Regions from separate parts of the Mus musculus genome. Here region 1 is linked to region 2. Evidence: chromatin contacts called from public Hi-C data. All regions are on one chromosome and are shown on one strand. Each heading gives the region's core, a stretch centred on a gene start, on an enhancer-like site or on the middle of the called end of the contact. The rest is flanking DNA. Distances are from core to core; before and after follow the strand shown. Region 1 overlaps Spsb4 (splA/ryanodine receptor domain and SOCS box containing 4). Region 2 holds the start of Pxylp1 (2-phosphoxylose phosphatase 1).

Region 1 (4,707 bases), core at 764-3,263, 77 kb before region 2:
CATAAACAGCAGACTGAGTCTGGACTGGGCTTTTGAAACCTCAGACCCCACCCCCAGTGACACACCTCCTCTAACAAGGCTGACATCCTAACTCTTCCTGAACAGTCTGCCAACTGGGAACCAAACATTCAAATATATGAGCCCATGGGGGTTATTTTCATGCAAACTACCACATCAGCCAATAGATATTTACTAATTTGTGTTGAAAGGCCAAGTCTCATTGGTGGGTCTGTCCAGTCCTGTCCTGAGCTCAGTACTAAATGGCTTTAATTACTGTAATGCCATGATTATATGTGTCAAGAGCTGGCAGGGCCACACCCAAGTCATTTCTCAGAGCATTGTTTTCCGTTCCTTCTTTTGTATTTACTTTTCCAGATAAATTTTAATCAGTTATGGTTAAGGTCTCCAGAAGTCCTGTTGGTATTCTGAGCTCACACTGTGTTTAGACATTATCCTTGGGCAGGGGTAGGGGGGTAGTTGACGTATCCAGTCATTGAACACGCCCATCCAAACATAAAATACACCACTTCTTTCAAGCTCTCAGTTTTGGCCTTCAGCCTGTCTACATTGTTACTCTTATGAGTCTTAGTCAATTCTTGTCCTTATAATAGTCTTCTTATAGTCAATTCTTGTCCTGCTTATCCCTAGGTGGTTCATCTTTGTGTTTTTATTGCGAAAAGATTCCTACTTTCTGTTATACTTCTTAAACTGTTGTTTATCTCGGAAGGAAGCAGATCCTACCAGTCAGTAATGAACTGCCTCTCTGAGTTCTTATTCCCTTAGTTAAGCTCTCTTGGAGTTCTCTAGGGTGGTCCAGGCATACTGTTGTATTGCCTATAGATAATGACAGTTTGTCTCCCTCCTCTTACCTAACTGCTTAGATACCAGAACTAGATAATGGTAGTGTTTGTAGAAATCATATTGGGTTTTGATGACTAATAGGTCACTATTTGGTTGTACTGTAACTTCAGTGTCCTGTACTTTGTACACTGAGGTCATTGCTGACTTGCCTCTTTAGAAATAACATTGCACAGAATGCTTTTCTTGCACTCGTTCCAACCACTGAATTCATTTCTGCATGGTAAGTTCCCTAGAAGTAAAAGATACTAAGCCAAAGACAGTCAACTGTCTTGAGATTGTCAGTACTGAATGCTACCTGATATTCCAGAAAAGATTTCTCTGTCCTCTAATCTAAAGTATGCACTTCCTAGCATCTGATGGCAGTTCGTCTCCTGCAGAATCTCAGGACTGGGGAACACTTCCTTAGAGGAGAATTTATAACCCATGAAGTTCACTTACTTGTATTGCTGGAACAGGGTTTTATCGTGAACTTAGATTTAGCAAAGAACAAGACTTGGCATCAGAGCTGGCTCAAGTCTAGTTCCCTGATTTCACTTGAGCTGAGGTCTAAAACACATTGCCCTGGTCAGCCTCCTTCCAAGAGTCTCCTTCTGTCGGGGACAGGTGTGAACTACACGTGATCAGACATGTACCCAGCATTGTCTTAGATAGCCCAGGCTCAAGAAGCCACCATCTGCGGCAGCGGCTGTGCTGACCACATGCAGTGGCTCCTATGGCCACCTCTGAGCTGTACTCATGTCTCCCTCTTTCCTTCATGATTTCCCAGGAAGTAAGTATCTTATGAACCTAGCCCATGCTTCCAGGATGACTTCTTCTCCCTCATAACCCTCATCAGCTCTTGCTTCACATAGGCAGAGGGGCTGTGAACTGAAGTCCTTCAAGACCTTACTCAGATTGTAGTTGTAGTGAATCAAGATGAGATCACTTGGGAGGCATTAATTTCTGTGACTGGTATTCTCAGGAGACAGGGAAATGCACATGGGCAATCATAGGAACATGAAGGCATAGGCCAGAGACCAGCAGGTTGCGTACATCAGTCACACTAAACATATACAGTTGGCGAGCCACTGGAAGCTAGGGACTAGGCACAGCAGAGTCTCCCTCACAGCCTTAGAAGATGGTGACCCTGGCCATGCCTTGACTTTAACCTTTGAGCCTCCAGAGCTGTGACAACACATCTCCGTTGTTTAATATTTAATGTTTCTGTGCACCGACCTGTGACATTCTTTGGCACCATCAGGAAACCAGCCCGTGGGTTTATGTGTAACCTCTCTAAGCAAAGGGGCCAGGTGCATGAGCGAGATGGCCGGAGTAGTAGGTGAGTCTCAGGGTGGGGTGGAGATGAAAAGGGAAGGGAGTCTCTGGACTGAGTCCCTCAAGTTCTGGGGTCTGGTAGCCCTGGGTGTGGCCAGTGCCTAGGAGATGAGGGGAAAGAACCCTGGGCACTCATGGCACTTGGAGAGCAACCACATAGCGGCCTGCTACTGAACGCATGGTGTAAACCCAACAGAGAGTCCCAATGAAGTGGTCAGGACCCCACAAAGGAGCTGCTGCTCTGCTAAGCTAAACAAGGGGTAGAGAGTACCTTCCTCTAAGGCCTGTAGCTATAATGGCTTGCTGTAAGTCAAGGGCACTGACTCAGAGAAACACTACCCGGAAGTATATGAAAGGGCAGTGAAACCCAATAGCCCAGACCTTTGGAGATGGCTACATCCCCTACTGGCTGTTCGATAATTCCCAGGGCCAAGCAACCCAAGGGGTCATCCTTCCTTGGTTCTCCTCTGCATTCTAGGCCCTTAGTCTGGCGAGATTGGGGAAATTTTGACCAAAAATAATCCAAGGAACTTGTCTTCCTAAACACATGTGCACTTTTAGATTTGGGGATACCAGCCTGACCTCATTCATTCTGTAGCTGTGACAAAGGCTTGAGAGTCCACCTGTCTATCTGGGCCATGTTAATTCTGGAACCCCAGACAAATTTCTCAGCCATCCCAGACCCCTGTCTCAGTTCTAAAGTGGAAATAACAACCCACACTTACTATAGTTATCTGAGGTGCAAATAGCATAACAGGTAGACTACCAGCACAGGGCTAGCGACCTCAGGAGGTGATCCCTGCTAAGGACTCTTGGAGTAACTCACTTGCTATTTCTCCTAAGTGATGGACACATCAGCTCTTCCCACCATCTGAATATTTTCTACCTTTCTAAAAAAGCTAGACAGCTAGCCTCTTGCTAAACACAAACTATGTCAATAGTGCATTGTGGGCCTTAAATCAGTCCTCATGGCCCTCCACTATTCATTCCCACTACCTGCTGTGGCTCACTGGAGACACTTCAGGGTCTCCCTCATGCTTAGAAGGACGCTTGCCATTTCACCCCTGAGTCCTGGGATCCACAGATAATCCTCCAGACATGTCAGCCAGGCAGCGGAGCACCTGGGGCTCTCGTGTGGCTTATCTGCCATTCCAGCTCCTCCTGCTCCCACGTGACTCATTCATTCCTTCATCAAACGGCAAGCAGTGGGCAAGGAATGTGTAATAGTTTGAATGAGATGTTGTCTCCCACCCCCAACACCCCAAGTCTCAGGCACTTGGTCTTCAGTTAGTGGCTATGTTTGGGAAGGCTTAGGAGGCATGGCCTTGTTGGAGGAAGTATGCCACTGGAGGTGGGCTTTGCCCAGTGTCTCTGCTTCCTGCTTGCAGTTCAAGCTGTGAGCTCTGGTGGTTAAGGGCACTGGCTGCTCTTCCAGAGGTCCTGATCCAATTCCCAGCACCCACATGGTGGTTCATGACCACCTATCTATAAAGAGATCTGATGCCCTCTTCTGGCATGCTGGTATATATGCAGCAGAGCTCTCATATACATTAAATAAATTAAATTTTTAAAAAATCTGTGAGCTCTAAGCTTACTGTTCTAGTTGCCATTGTTTCCTGCCATGCTTTTCCACCATAGTGGTGATGGGCTCCTGTCCTATCCCTCAGGGACTGTAAGCCCCAAATAAACCCTCCCTTCCTTAAGTTGTCTTGGTCATGGTCTTTTATCACAGAAATAGGAAAGTGGCTAATGCAAAAGGTGTGTCTGGGTAGAAAGACCAAGGGATCAGGGTTCAGACAGGGCTTGAGAACAGGTAGCAGGTTGGAGTGGCCCAGACAAGTGAAAGGCACAGTCACTGCCTGCCAAAGTGCACTTCACTGAGTGTATGCTTCATGCTGGCTCCTGTGATGATGCACGCGACAGAGAGAGGGGATGCCAGCCAAGGAAGACACCTAGCAGGGAGGACAAATAGCCCAAGCAATTGCAGAAAATATCATGTAGTTACTTCTATGGTGATAGCATATAGGAGAAATTGTGGTCCAGAAGAGGAGTATAACAGGAGCCTGGTCTGTCCTGGGGATCATGGAAGGCTAACAGAGGGACCTTGTGAGATACAGAGGCAGATTTACCTAGTAAGAGTCTGTTAAATGGGATGGGGAGAGACAAATTATTCACATTAGAAAGATGAGCTTGGGCAAAGGCCCTGAGGTAAGATTACAGGGCTGAGGCGGTGGCGGTGGGTGGCATGCAGGGAGAATGGTGGGAAGCAAGGCCGTGGAGACAAGCATTGCTCCCTGAATGCCAAAGCCAGCGTACAAGAAGTAAAACCTTCAACTTGGAAGAGTTTTCAATGAGGATACTTCAGGGGAAGAGTGGAATTGTATTCATTATTACTGCCCAGGACCAGGCACGGCACCTCCGAATGCCTTGCGGTCAGAATGGCTGCACAAGGACAGCGTCACCAAGGAGAGTTTAGACAGCCACAGCTCATCCTTGTCCCTGCTGGCTGGACTCCAGGGTTCCCCTAATCCT
Region 2 (4,515 bases), core at 1,493-3,992:
TAGGAAGACCGTTGGCATGGCGGTTTGTTAACTCAGACTAGGCACCCTGTGGCAATGTGGCCCTGTAAGAAGGGAGGGGACAGGGAGCAGGTTTTGTAAGTCCCCAGACAAAGGAGGCTGTGCAAATATTTGCAGGCTTTTTGCTCCAGGGGTGAGATGGCCTTGAAGGTGTTCATCCGCTGATGGCTACTCCAGTCCAACTAGGGATGCTGGGGCAATGTGGCAGCGTGTGCTGCCTAGTAGACTATTCAAGACTTGGTGCTGCCCAATGTTTTTAGAGGACAGGTGGGCTCAGCTTTCATTCAATAAATGGTGGGTGTTTTCCTGTAGCAAACAGTTCAAGGGGGAGGGTGTGAGTCCTGGCACCGTGCTAGTTCTCTGTTTTATGGTCATCCAGGGGCACAGTTCGCTGCTCTAGCAAATGAGTAATGAAGGTGACAGGCACTGTTTTCAGGAGCGTGTGACACTGTGCTGGGTTGGGGGCTTGTCCTAGTCAGGACTCTCTTGGTTGCCAGGGCCAGAGAAATAGAATTTTTATTTCACTTGGAGGATAGTAGGGGATAACTTGGATCATGTATTTGGATAACCAGTATTATGTTGGTATCTGGCATGAGAGAAATCTGCTCCCGCTTCCTGCTTGAGGATATCTGGGAGCTACACTCGTTGGCACTGCCTCCCCAGCCATTAGCCAAGTGGCTCCAGCTGCCTCAGACAGATACCCTATTTTATCACTGCAGAGGGAGGCTTGCCATTCTCCCCTGTAGGAACCTCTCCTTTTCCCTTCCCTGGAAACCCTTCAACCCTTAAAGACCCTCAGGAAAGGAGGTGGAATGCTTTCTCCAGAGTGGGAAAAATGTCGAAGTGTTCAGGGAATAGAGGTTGAAGGAAAGAGGGAAAGATGATCGTGGTATCCGGTATTAACCTGGATTGTAGGAAGGTGCAACGATGGAAACTCTAAGTGCCGCGTGGAGGAAGATTCAGGCAGAGGAGACCTGTTCCCACTTCCAGAAGAATAGTGGAGAATACCCCAGTCGAGTGGGATAGTGGCAAATTTTTGTAGAGAAATGATGCCCGAGTCACCTTTCATCCTCTTGTGGTCATGTTGAACCTAAGACTGTCTACATATCCCATGGGAAGGGTAAGTAAGTAGCCAAGAAAGGGAACATACGCCTATGGGTTACAGAAGATGTGGCACAGACCCACAAGGGCTCCATCCAGAACAAAATCAGGCCTGGGTAGTTTGCAGAGAGAGGCTGGGTTTGTGGTGGAGGCAGAGTTGCGAGCCTGCGTCGGCTGGAGACTCCCGTGTTCCTGAAAGGGTAGTAGACTTGAGAGAAAGCAAAGCTGAGCATCTGGGGTCAAGTTCCAGGCCTGAAGCTGACAAGCCCTGCCCTAACCCCCTTTTCTGATGTATGTATGTATGTATGTATGTATGTATGTATGTATGTATGTATGTATGTATTTTGCTTTGGGCTAGTGTGGATGGAGTTGTCTGTCATCTGCAGCCTGTGTGACTTGTGAAGGAGTGGAACTTGGAATTAGAGCAGAACTGTCAAGAGTCCGTGGCGAGAAGGAAGAGTCTGTGTTGGATAGGATGCCTGGACTGTGGTGGTCCTTGAGGGCCAGCCCAAGTAGGAATTTAACGGGGAGTGAGATTTCATGCTCACGTATTGGAGAAAGCTGTCGCTAGTACTGAAGGGATAAGCAGGCTGAAGGTGGTGTTGAGCCTGGGTAATTGGGTGAGAGGGATAGTAACTAGTGTCCTCAGGCAAGTGCCAGCTGGCCATCAAGGCATTGAACAGAGAAGGCATTCCAGATGGCTGGACCATGGGGGTAAATGGAATGCAGGCTAGGGAAGTAGAATCTAGCTGATTTGAGGGGAGAAATTGGAGGTAAAAATATGGATAAAATATAAAGTGTTTTGATTTAGTCACTATCGAATGAGTTAGGGAAAATCAAGTGATGCGCTACCCTCAAAACCGCACCTCTTTTGCAGTTGAGAGAGGCACAAGGGTGTCACTGTAGTCCCAGAACTGACAACAAAGGCAATCTCACAATTGTGGTTGGTGAGATCCTTTTTTACAGCATTTGAAACAACAACAACAAAAGACCCACAAACACAGCTTTATAGAACGAGTGCTGCGCGGGTCTTTGGCTGGCAGCCCTGGGGTCATGCAGAAACGCCCCCGTGACACAGCCACGACCTCTCAAGGGTGGATGCCTGCAGGCCTTTAGGGACAAAACTACTGCCAGGTCTAGAGTAGACACAGGCCGGATGTGGCCCGCGCCGGAAGAGAAGCGCGGGACAGGCGCTTGGGTGGAGGTGGCACGGTGGCTAGGATATGCCAGTTTTGAGTCCACGAGGCACCGCAGGACCCACATCCGCAGCTAGATCCGCGGCGCGGAGTTAGGCACGCAGTCACAAAGCACCCTAGCCAAGGCTGGGACGGGTCCAGGGCAGTGTCCTGGGGCCATGGCACCCTCCCGGGTCCTAAGTCCGGCATAGGGAGGAGCATAGGCCCTGTGCGCTCCGAGTGCGCGCGCTTTCCCGGACCCGGACGGCGCGACCGGAGCCTGTCTGGATGACTGTTTGGACACTCCAGGCCATGTGTGCCTCCAAGGCCCGGGATGCGGGTCGCCGCAGCCTGCTGGTCCCGCACGGCCGCCTGCGGGGCGGAGCTCCAGGGCGCCCTGAGCGCGTCGGGCCGGGCAGGGACCCGGCGGTCCCGGTAGGGGGCGCTGCGGAACCCCGAGTTTGGCGGCCTGCGCGCGCCACCGCCGCCTGCACTCCCGCCAGGAGGAGCTGGCTGCGGGTGGAGATCCCTACGCACAGCGACGGAGGCCGGGACCGTAGGCGGTGAGTGTGGTGCGCGCCGGGTCCCAGCGGTTGTGAGGCTTCTCGCAAGGCGGGCTTGTGTCTAGGGTCTTGGGGGGCGACCCCGGAGAGGTGTCCGCGATGCCAAGATCCGGAGGCAGGGGCGGGCTTCCAAGCAGCGGGTGTGAGCCCTGCCACCAAGCTCTTTCCCTTATCTACGCGCTCCCCAGTTGCCACCTCTCCCCATACCCTCCCCGCGTTGGAGAGGGGTCCCTGCCCTCCGATCCGTCTCCCCTTTCTCAGCCCTGCACCCTAGAAGCCTGCCCGCACACCCCCTTTTCTCCCTCAAGCCCTCCCACGCCTACCTCCTCCTGGTTGCCTGCCGCTCGCCTCTCCCTCCCAGCTCTGCTCCTACGGTCCCCGCCGCCACCCCAGCGGGGTCCCATTCTGCCTAGGCGCTCCTGCTGAACGACTCAGCGGGAATCTGAGCTCCGGGGTCCCCCTTCTCCCGGCTGTCCCATAGCTGCAGTGTCCAGGTAAAAAGGGGCTGCAACTTCAGGGCCTGCCCCGGGGGTGGGGCTGGTGCTTCGCCAGCTACCTGCTGCCTGCGGCGCAGGAACCCTGGGCCCAGCCCAGGGCCACTTCACGCGTGCAGGTTATGCTTGCTCAGTGTTCTGTTTAGGACAGTGTGGTTACTTCTTTGCTTGCTTTTGCTTGGTGAACTTGGATAGGTTGCGATTTCTTAAAAAGAAGCCGGCTTTGCTACCCACAAATATGGAGCAGGTTTTCTTTGCTGCTGTGACTGGCTGTCAGTAGTACCTGTGGATCGGGGAAGATTTAGCTATGCTGGGGAAATGGAGCCACATCCCCACTCTCTCACCACAGCTCTGGGAACGTAACTGTCCCCTCTAGGGTGGGCCCGTGTCTTTGTGGAAAGGCAAGGATGCTTCCTAAACATTCAACAGGTAAAAACCAGTTAGGAATCTGGATCAGATCTGGTGTGGATAGGGAAATGTGGGATGAGTGAGTGATCAAGGAGGGGCTCTGGGAGAGTTCCATGGCTTAGGGACATTTGTTGCTCTTTGCGGCAAGTCCCAGGCTGGACCCTGACTATGGACTAGACAGTGATGAGCCCAGCCTACCCTCTGGAACTGTCGGTCGGGCTTGGCACCAGCCCCCTCCTCAGAGGTGTTGGTGCCCTGTGGTGACATCTGTGGGAAGAGGATTTAAAGCAGATGGCTTGGAAAGCCTCATGGTCCCCGGAGAGAAGTGGAGATGGCATGGTGACAGCCCAGCGTGTGCGTTCACCCCTTCCCTTCTGGGGTCTTTCATTAAATCTTAGATTAAATTAATTGCCTAGTCAGAGAAAGAACATATAAAGGGTATTTCTCTTTTAGGATTGGCTCTGGGCCAGCCTGCCCTCACAGATACCTTGGGAGGCTGCAGATGGGAACCCGTGGCAGCGTGGACCGCCTGGAGCACAGCACTCTGGGCTGTAGGACTGCCCTGTCTCTGTGGTTTCTCTTTGATGGCTCTGGTAGTGATTAGTTCAATATTCCTTTTCTATTGAATAGATAAGTAATTAGCCAAGAACACAGTGGGGCTCAGTAGGGCCCTTCTGAGTGTTCTCAATTTCCTGTATGAATCTTCCTGTCCTCACAGTGATAGGCTGCTCTCAGGAGTCCTTCTGGCTAGGATTG

Evidence for each region. Hi-C and Micro-C count contacts between places; a contact is called where the count stands out from the background.
Region 1: a contact with region 2 is called in a Hi-C map of liver, with 6 times the contacts expected there. The contact joins the enhancer-like site here to the promoter of Pxylp1 in region 2. A contact is called at or near these places in 3 of 484 Hi-C or Micro-C datasets (CD8 T cells, embryonic stem cells and liver), 2 of 115 datasets of contacts at active chromatin or transcription factors (both in embryonic stem cells) and 2 of 9 other capture datasets (adipose tissue and pancreatic islet).

The regions. Positions count from the first base shown.
Region 1 is chr9:96,964,022-96,968,728 of GRCm38.p6, reverse strand. All of the region lies in intron 2 of Spsb4 (splA/ryanodine receptor domain and SOCS box containing 4), which reads left to right. Among named protein-coding and RNA genes, the nearest start is that of Gm16010, 48 kb to the left of the region's middle. Within about 2 kb of position 2,013, at least 12 of the 459 cell types and tissues checked have an H3K27ac peak or open chromatin away from gene starts, as enhancers often do. A contact at or near this core is called in liver, where this site is marked.
Region 2 is chr9:96,887,701-96,892,215 of GRCm38.p6, reverse strand. It overlaps Pxylp1 (2-phosphoxylose phosphatase 1), which reads left to right and starts at 2,742. Exons shown (of 6, transcript NM_001289647.1): 1 at 2,742-2,857.